Regions from separate parts of the Oryctolagus cuniculus genome. Here region 2 is linked to region 1. Evidence: chromatin contacts called from public Hi-C data. All regions are on one chromosome and are shown on one strand. The core of a region is the stretch at or near the end of the contact, and the rest is flanking DNA. Distances in the headings are between cores, read along the strand shown.

Region 1 (5,009 bases), core at 1,826-4,325:
GTGAGTTAGTAATAACACTTGTATGGAGAAACAGAAAATCGTCTTGGGAAGCATTGGCTCTGAATCCCTCAAGTTACAGATGGGTAAACTGTGGCAGCGAAACAATGGCATCACTGTGATAACAAGGTGCCATAGCTTGGGAAGAAATCCCCCCTGCTCTTCCTTTACGCAATGAGGAGCCAGGACAGCCTGGGCTAAACACAGCGGCAAGCTAGCTGGCAGTACTGGCTCTGCTTCACCACAGATGCAGCTGTTCCCCAAAGCAGGGGCACCTCGATACTCCACTGCGTGAATTCTCCTAGTTCTACACATAGCAGCAAGCATTCTCTGGACAGGGACCTTGCGACCCAGCAGCTTGGGGATGAGCAGCCTGTCCTTCCTTCTCTAAGGCTCTTCCTTCTGTTGCCCTGTGAAAGAGACCCAGTGGGGGACGTCTCTTTTAGACACAGAACCCTATGGCAGGCCCAGCAGCCTCTCCGGGAGACAGGCAGGCAAAGCATCTGGTTTCTTTGCTCCTGCCAACCTGGGGCTAGGCAAGCTTTGCCCAATTCTGTGTTTTTCTAGCCCACTCTGTTGTTGCTTCCACACCTGTTCCCCAACCCAGGTGCCTGACAGGTGGAGACCTACCTGCGCTCTACCTCCAAGTTATGCACTTGGCCTCTGACCTTCCATTTTCTAATTGTTGAATAGAATTGCATCTGCTCTGAACTCCGGAGAAGGTCTCTCAAGACGGAATCAGCATGTGCTTCACTCACAGGCCAGGTCCTGGAGATGAAAGCGTTTCATAATTTGGAGTGTGCAGGCTTTGCTCCTTCCCACCAGAAAAGCGCAAGACAGAAAAGTATCACCTCATTCTCTTGCTAATTCTGGGCTTATCGCACATTCAGTGTTCCATAAAGGTTGACTCGAAAGCTTTCATTTAAAACCCAATTCATATGAATTAGTGTACCACTCAAAATGTCAGGCTGCTAATAGGACATACATAGCAAGTGGAAATTGAAATAAGTGCATTTTAATAGAGCTCAGAATTAGGATTTCCTCTATCTGTTTGACGTAGTATCACAATTATAATTGAGGGTAAATTTTTTTTCCTGTTGGCATTTAATGATCCTCTATCCAGAATTATCAATCATCCTGAATTCGTTGTAACAGTTTTCAGATGTGAAATGATAAAAAGGAGAGCGATTCTGAGCTCGTTAGCGATGAGACTGATGCAGAAGCACATGCGGCCTAATGCGGGGAGGGACCGGGCAGGCCCGAGCGGCTGCGGGGGCAGCTCCCGCACCGAGCGCCAAGTGCAGCCCAGGGCATTCGGCGTTCTGGCTGGGAGAGGTTTCCGTGCACTGTGTTTATGTAAGCTCTGGCCTACAACGAAGGCAGGAACCTGCAGGGGCGACGGCCGAGGAGGACCAAGTCCCGGCCAGCCCAAGCGGGCGCGCTCAGCTCGCCTTCAGGTTTCCTATAGAAAGTTCTGGAAACCCCGAATGCTTAGTCCCCCCTTTGCCTTCCTTCGCACACCCGGGTTGGCCATGACGGGGGTGTCGGTCAAACACCAGCTGAAGTGGGAAACGCCGTCGGAAGGGGGGCGGGGAGCGTTTTGTCGGGGTGCGGGGCGGAGGCTGGGGGCGCCGGGGCCCGGGGTCCGCACCCCGGCCGCCCCTCGCGTGCCCCCCGATTTCCAGCCGAGCGCCCTCCGCGCGGCTCCCGCAGGCCCCGCGTCCTGTGGCCCCTCGGCACCGAAAGAGGGCAGTCGAGTTCCACGATTCAGACGAAAGGACGGTTTTTCGCTCAATCCCAGTGATTGGAATTAAGTTTTCCTGTAACGGTATTAAAGGCCATGTGGAATCACCTCGAGATGCTGCTTCTGTGATGGAAAACCTGCAGCCGCGGCGAGACGGCCGCCCGCCCCCACGCGCGCGGGACGAAGTGACCCGAGTGTTCGCGGGGCGCCCGCGCGCCCGCGCGCCCGTTCCCGCCGCGTCGCCGCCTCCCGCGCCGGCCCGGCCCGTGGCGGAGGACAGGGCTCCTCACTGCACAGCCCTCCTACCTGGCCACGTTGTGACCTTTTATAAGTAGGAAGAGATAGACGGGACGAGGCAAAGGACGCTCATCAGCGCTTCAGCCCCCAAGACAGAGAGAATTTGGGGAAAAAAAAAAGACAATTGAAACGCAGATGCATGCCCGAGGAACTCAGTAGCCAAAGCCTTTTGCAGCTCCTGCTTGCTAGGAAGAAATACTCATACTTTGAAACTGGAACAGCGAGTAGGACAGTCCTAGCAGAATGTGGTTTTTTCCTTGAGATCTATTCTGTGAGCTTCTAAGTGAAAATAAGCACCGAGATCAACACAAAACACAGAACATATTTCTCCCCGCTTTTTCTCCACTTCGTTAGCAATGGATCCAGAGACAAGAAATGTCCTCGTTTTACTGAAGATAGAAAATCAGATGTATTTGCACGGACGCTTGAGTATCTACCTATGAATAAAATCTCATGGGAAAATGGAATTAAATGATGTTTAATTTGGCACAAAACCGTTTTGGAAATCCGTGCATACTTTTTTTTGATGATACACATTTTCCACGAACTTTTGAAACACACCCATATGTATTATATGTTAATATGTGTGTGCATTTGCGCTACATATGGATTTTGAGGGGATATTATTTTTAAAGGATCAGGCTTAACTTAAACATGTGTGGAAGAGTTAATTTTAGGGACCTAGTTTCAAACAAAATATGCAGTCACAAGAGTTAACTGTAATTTAGGCTATTTATTTCCGTTCGTGCTGCAAGTGCTCCCTTTGTGTTAGCACTGTGTCTAGTGCTATTTTTAGACGATGGTGCAGAGAACCGGTGCTGTCTGACAGGCTAACCTGGGTATGTATGTGTGTACGTGTGTAAAAATATGTATCCCAGGACTACAAGTTCCTCCCGGCTCTCTCTGCCTACAAAATGGCTCACTCCGTGGCTGTGGAATTCACGGGTCCTCCTCAGGCTCCTCTTGGGCTATCGGGGGTCCCGGTGATTTCCCGCCTGCTCCGGGGGTCTTCCCTCCATCCCGCCCTGGTGCCCCCCACTCCTGCCTCTGGACGTGACCTGGCCGGGCAGCAGCGGCAGTGCCTCTCCCAGAAGAGACCCCGAGCCAAGTTGCGGCACCGCGAAGATGGGCAGGGAATCGCGGTGGGGCTGGGAGGGCGTGCAGGGAAGAGGCGCGCGGCCCGCCACGGCGCTGCGACGACTTATAAACAAACTTGAGCATTGTTTCTGAAGCCCTTTGTGGCGGCGGAGGCGGCTGGACACACACTGTGTCCTGGACTCCATTTACGTTCGGTGGAAACCTTGGGGGAGAGCTGCTTTTAAGAGGCTGATTTGGTTGGAAGACGATTTCCATCAGCTACTTTAAAAAGATACGTGCTATTTCAGCACAAAGCTGAAGCCCCTTGGAGCCGCACTAGGGATTAAGAAACCGCATGTATTTCAATGCCTTATGAATAGCAGTAGCTGATAAAAGAGGCTCTTGTTACCCTCGCTACATTTAAATGTGAAAGCAGCTGCTTCCAGTGGGGAGGGGGCAGGGAGTGGAGGAGAGAGATGTTATTTTCATAGGGATCTAATCTTCAGACTACACTGAAACCATAGAATACCATTGGCCATTCTCTTATCCGAGGCCCTCTAATCACGCCGAGATCTGTGAGATTGTGGAGAGGGAAGAAGGAGAGGGACTGGGAAGCAGAGAAAGGGATTGTGTGTAGTGATGAGGCTGGCCATTTTCATCTGCATGTAGGTTTTGAACCTCAGATCAAAATACAGGCGCGGCAGAGTATTTTCTGCTTCCCTTCATAGCGTTAACCCTTGAAACGTGCCAAGGCCAGCCCACTGAGTTTGAGGCACCCCTACTGTGCTTAGCCTGTGCTTAGCCATGGGCCCTGGGAGTAAGGTGGCAGCCGAGCCCTTGTAGAGAAATGTGGACCACGGGCCATGCACGTGTGTGGCGGCAGGAGGGGACATGAGAGAGACTTTCTTCCCACATTTCAGGGCCAGCAGATTTCAGGTGGGAATTTCAGGCGTCAAGGGACGCCATGAATCCGGCAGAGAGAGGATCTTTCTCTCAGCTTTGCTGCCACCTGAAGCTGCCGGAGCAACGAAAGCTCAGTACTATTAAACCAGCAGATGCTGTGTGTTTGAAGCAAGATGACTGAAAGGTAGATCTGTGAATAAATGAATGATCTGGGCACCCTTTTATTGCCCTCCAGTTTATCTTTCTATAACTTGTTCTTGTTTTCCCTGATTTAGACTTACTGAAGGTGATCACTAATGGAGTTTTTCTGTATTTTTGACCACTAATTTGCCCGTAAGATTACCAAAGCAATTCTTAAAAACAAAAAACAAACAAACAAACAAAAAAAACCCAACCAAACAAAAACAGGTTTACTGTGTAGGTTTAGCACGAGGACCTGTTTCTGGTGAGAATTAGTGGCATTCCCTGTTCCGACTCTTACTCTTTATGTTTTTTTTTTCTTTCAGTTTTTGTAAAATTTCTACTCTCCAAGAAGTTAAAGGATTAATAACAAGTCTGGTAGTGATAAATCGGTAGCTCTAGCCTAGCTTATAATTAAGGGTAATTCTCATGTAGAAGAAGGCTTGACAGCTCGAGCCCACGTCCTTAGAAACTTGCATCAAAATAAATCACCAGAGCCAGAGCACAGCCCAGCCATCCTTGCACACGACGTGCAGGTGGACGGAAGACCAGACGGCTCCTCCACCAGCCAAGAGGGAGAAGAGGAAAGGAGAAAGGGCATCCACATCTCCGGCTGCCTTGCCACGGGTCAGCAAACCAGAAATGGGGCGTATGAGGCTTCCAGTTCCCAAGCTGGACCAGCCCTGCCTCCCGGAGCAGCTCACTCTGCACACCTCTGCCACCTGCCCACCCAACACTTTTCATCAGACAGGAGGCACCGCGAACCTGGGAGTCCCTGGGGCCTCTGAGCCAGTGGGCTTTGCCGTATTCA
Region 2 (5,009 bases), core at 1,413-3,912, 1.6 Mb after region 1:
TGCGGCCCTGCGGCCCGGGGACCACCTATCACGGCCCGAGCGGGGGCGGCGGGGAGGCCCCAGCCCCTGCCCCGGGGGTCACCTCCTTCGGGGCGAGCTGCTCTCCACCCGCCCACAACCTCGGAGGGTGGGGAGGAGGGGGTGGAGAAGGCCAGGGCTGCCCTTCGCTGGACCAGGAGCTCCGCCGCTCGCCACCCTTTCTCGGACCCTCTCTGCCTTTGCCCTGTCCCGCGTCGGCGGGTCGACGCCCCTCTGGCCGGGATGGCGTCCAGGGCGAACTTTCACTTTCCTGGCACAGAGGCGTCCCTTTCCTTCGCTTTGGGAAAGCGCCGAGCCTGGAGATGTTATGAGAAGGACTTCTGCCCCCAAGGCTGGGGGGCCGCGGCCAGTGTCTGCGCCCCCTGGCCCTGCCGGCCTCCGCCCGGGCTCACCCCGCTTCGTTGCGGCAGGGCAGCACCGGGGACCTGAGACTCCAGGAAGCGGGCCCGACCCCGAATGGGGCCCGGCACTTCCGACGTCCGACGGTCGAAGCCACCTGAGACTGCTCTGTTTCCAGGGGAGGAGAGTGAGGGACACCAGCCCCTGGGGCTCCACCGCCCTTGGGCCACGGGCACCGTCCTGAAGGTCTGCAACACCGCCACCCACCTGTTGGCCGGCCTGTGCCCCTTTCACCTGGGGCCCGGGCCTCTGCAGTGTGCGACCTCGCTGGGTCAACGCCCCCCCTCCCGGACGCTGGCGCCTTCTCCTTTGTCCTGGCCAGGACCCTCTCAACTGCCTTATCTGCAGACTCTATCTTTATACTAATGCATACTTAATTGGTCCGTCTTGACTGTCCATATAAAACAATTTAATTAGGGTGCTTTCTTGCTTTGGAGGGCAAAGGGAAAAAAAAATCTGCCCAACGCTTATTGTATTTAGCACCAATACAGGCAGAAAATGTAGCACAAGTTTTTGGTTGAAAGAGCACCTCTGTGCCCATTGAAGGGCGTTGATCCGAAAAGACAGAAAGGACAAGTAAAATCGATTTGAAGCGACCCTCTCTGTCCCTTTCACACCATTCAGAAACTCCACTCCTTCTAAGACAAAGCCCAGCGCCTTGGGAATTCTCAGGGGGAAAGAGGACTCCAGTCCCACAAGCCCAGGGCACTTTTTTAAAAACCGGCAATATTCCACTTAAACCCCACACTCGGTGCTGTGCCCCCACGGCTCCTAGGCATGTGTGGGTTTCACCAGCGCCCCCTCAAAAAAGGCAGGCAGTGGCTGACAAACTCCCAGCTCCACTGGCCACTTGGCTTTCTGGCCAGGGCAGGTCAGTCTTTTAGGGTTAGTGCAGCCCTCACCTTTGACCCCTCCAGATCTAAGCGGCTGCCAACCCTGGCCAAAGTTAAAAGAAAATGGCAACAACAACAAAAACAAAAAATTTCTCTGCTCCTCAGGCCAGGGAATCCAGTTCTGGTTCATGGACCAGAGCCACCGTACCCAAGAGCCACCTCCATCCCTAACTCCCACCCCACCAATGACCTGCTCTAGCCACCTCTGACAGCAGGAGGGAACTCAAGTTGTCAGGGTGGCACGGCTGTACTGAGGTCAGCTGCCCGGTCTGGATGGTCCCTACCAGGAACCCAGAGTGCCAGGTTAGGGGGAAGGAGGCCAGGTGAGGAAGGCAGTCCTCCATCAGCCCTGCCGAGAAAGGGAGGAGGGAGAGGAGAGGAGAGGAGAGCTGGGGAGGGGGGAGGAGGGGCAGGCCCGCTGCGATCACCTTCACCTGCCCTGAGCTGGCCTCCTGGTTCAACCAGCGCTCGACCTTCAGCTGGGGTTGAAGGGGCGGGGCGCAAGGGAGGGGCACCCCCCAGTTACACAAGTGGCCTCCTTCTACTCAGAGAATGAGTTCACCCCTCAGGAGCCTCACCTTCCACCCGCTCCTGCAACTGATGAGACAAACCGCAAGGAAGAACTTCTGCAGCCCGTATTTATGGTATTAATGAATAGTTAAAAAAAGATTTACACTTCTTATGATCAATATTCTGAGTTATTTCCCTCAAAGTATATAATTACAGTGTCTTCAGAGTTTTCATCATTGTTTGAGGTGGCAAAACCATTTGTAATTTTCATTAGCCAGTAAACATGTAATTAACATTCAGCACTGTGTTTAACTTAATTCCTGTTTAAGACAAGGACAAGAAGCAGCCCAAGAGCGTTAGTTCCATTTGTCAAGTCTGACATACATCTTACTATAACAGTCTCCCAAAATAAAAGATCTGTGTTTCCCCATTATTCTCCTCTTAAAACAACCCCCCCAAAAAATCCATTACTTAAAACCGTTTTAAAAGTGTGAGGAGGCAGTCTTAGTTTATCCTCAGTTTTTGCTGGTTAACAGTATTCCTGTTCCCTTTATTCATTTCGGGGAGAAGATTAAAAGAGGGGGTGAACTGGGCATTGATTCTATGGAGGCATGAAATGGGGAACCCCTCCCCCCAAAAAAACATAGAGTTCCTCTTCAGGAAAGTTCTAGAATGGGGACTGGAAAGGGGGAGAGACACAAATCCAGGGGGGAGGGGGGACTCACTGGGGGGAATTTGAGTTAAAAGTAGGAAATGAGGAATCCAAGGGATTCTTAGGGAAAAAACGTTGCCCTCCTATTTCAAGTTCTATCTTTGATCCAGGACAAGGGAAGCCTGCGTGCCAGCCTGCAAGGCTGCTGCTTTTTCCTCTCTTCTCCCACCTCTGTTTTTTTTCCAACTTGCTTTAGGATTAGCCTCCATCCCTCTGGACCCCAAACAGTGGGATCTGGCTGCACCTCGGTCGTCTTGCTTTGCAGTATCGCCCATAGTTGTTGGCGGTTTTCTGCTGAGGCTGAGCCGTTTGCTCCAGCCTCCGACTAAACTCATTAAGTTGGGAGATTTTTTTCAATTGGACGGGTGTTTTTAAAGTCTCGTCTTTCCAGCCCCAAACAAGGTGTAACAACGCACTCTTCCTTCTAAGGAATGAGATGAGAGACAAGGATCACTCCAGACATCTCCTACCTACGGTTTGGGGTTTTTTTTCTTAAAGGCGAGGCTTGCATTCCTCAGCAGCTATGTACAGACTCCTTGAAACCTTGTCTCTCTAAAGTTAGTGTGCAGGGTTTTCCAGGGCTGAGAGCTAGCGCCTAATACATGGGGAAGCACTTCCTTGAGGTGGAAGATCTCTCCCGTCACCTTTCCTCGTTTTCCCTGCAGGCTAGTGCCTACTTTTTATCAGTTTGCACAATCGCTTAGATAAACACCGAGGAGGCGATTCTCTTTAATTATCCAAGACACATCTTTTCAGGGGGCCAACAAAGCGTTTATTTCCCTCGCCAAACTAAAGGAGAGTTATTCCAGTTTAGAAGGAAGATGCAAGCGGTTTGGGACCTTGAGCAAGGCAAATATGGTTTTGGTATGTTTACTTACAGTATTTTTCTCTCCTCTCTCTCTCTCTCCTTTCTCACTTTCCTCCTTGTGCTGTGTGGGGTTGGGGATGACTTGGGGGCTTTTCAGAAATTCGGTTTGCTAACGTGTATGGAATGCCTAGGACTGTGGTTTAAGGGGTTTTGGGGAAGGGGGGACAGAGTCAATTCAATGCATTGCCATGTTTTATTACATGTGTGTGGTAGGAGAGGTGGTGCAGGGGGAAGAGGGGGGAAAATACAATTGCAAAGCTGCCAAAATATGATTAAGCCGAAGCATAAAGACTGCGGTGCCTCCCATCTCCTCGTCCTGTCTCCTGAAACTCATTTCCTTCCATAGAGAAAGCCGAAAACCAGTCGGATAAGCGTGGCTTTCCAAGGAGCAGGCGACTGGGTTTTCTAGCAAAGGAGCTGCCAGGCTCGCGCTAAGTATACGAATTTACTGTTGGATTTGTCTCTGCGCTTCGTTTTGCAACCTTGTGCAACTGACAGGCAGGCAGGCAGGCAGGGCTCGAGAAAAGCGGCGGCCGGCGCCCTCGGCCGCCGGTCGGGGAGGCGAGCGCCCGGCTAAGCCGGGAGAACCGCGACGAGACGGGGTACTCACCATCGGCGGGGTGGCGGAGCTGGCGTGCGGGTTTCTGGCAAACGTTTACCTTTTGGCTGTCTATTTGCAACCGCGCCGGGCTGACTTAAGCAGTAATTCTGTGCTCTGTCCAGAACGTTCGGGGAACGGTTCCTCATTTTTAAAAAGCCAGGGAGAGAGACGACAGAGACAGAGAGAAAGAAAAAGAGAGGAGGGGGTGAGGGGGACTCACATAAACCCAGTTCAAAAAAAAAAAAATCACCTCTTCACCAGTGACTCGGGGAACGCAGAGGTGGCGAGATCCCGGTGCAGTCCAACCACGCCAGAGCCAATTAATTTTAAATCCTGAAGAATTATTCAGATTAAAATGTACAGAAGTTTCATTCTGCTATGCCTACGTGAGCCCAAAGTCGTTTCCCTTTAAGAGCTCCTTTTCTTTTAAAGTTGAATTTTAGGCAGCGAGGGCTCTTACACTAGGGGGCAGACAGATACTGTACTTGCTCCAATCTTCAGCAATTCTTTCCCTCCCAGCATATGCTCTGATTTAGCACTGTAAATTTTTCAGAGGACCCAACTCTGACAGCCCCTGGTGATTTTCAAAGTACCACAAGCCAGTGGTTAAAAATTGCATTGACTTGGAAGTTCAGAGGGACACAATGGAAGCCCCTTTCCCTATTCATGGAGCTCCAGTGTGGTGGAAGAGAAAAACACACACGGACGAGATTGGGGGAAAGGAGGAATTCAATGAATCCTGGTGGACAGAACTGGTTTCCACTGAGTTCAGAGTTAAACTCGGCATTTGCTGGGGCCTGTATTCATAGTGTGATTTAATCTGTAAAGAATTACAGCCCATCCAGCCACTTTCCGCAAAAAAAAATCATATTCCTGGGTGTGTGTTTGTTTGTCTCCCCAGATTAAAAGAAATGCTATTCCAGCTTTCTCCAGCCAAATTAAAGCTTGTCATTCCTCTCATTAAAATAAATTTACATCTGCAATAAG

What was found. Hi-C and Micro-C count contacts between places; a contact is called where the count stands out from the background.
Region 2: a Hi-C map of an unstated tissue shows a contact between it and region 1, with 6 times the contacts expected there. The contact joins the promoter of NR2F2 here to the enhancer-like site in region 1. A contact is called at or near these places in 2 of 6 Hi-C or Micro-C datasets (skin fibroblasts and an unstated tissue).

What each region holds. Positions count from the first base shown.
Region 1 is chr12:4,703,811-4,708,819 of mOryCun1.1, forward strand. No RefSeq gene overlaps it. Among named protein-coding and RNA genes, the nearest start is that of MCTP2, 470 kb to the left of the region's middle. Within about 2 kb of position 3,076, at least 1 of the 8 cell types and tissues checked has an H3K27ac peak or open chromatin away from gene starts, as enhancers often do.
Region 2 is chr12:6,348,898-6,353,906 of mOryCun1.1, forward strand. It overlaps NR2F2 (nuclear receptor subfamily 2 group F member 2), which reads left to right and starts at 2,663. Exons shown (of 3, transcript XM_070053313.1): 1 at 2,663-3,417. The coding sequence starts at 3,375. It overlaps LOC103352191 (a long non-coding RNA gene), which reads right to left and starts at 4,539. Exons shown (of 12, transcript XR_011380426.1): 1 at 4,273-4,539.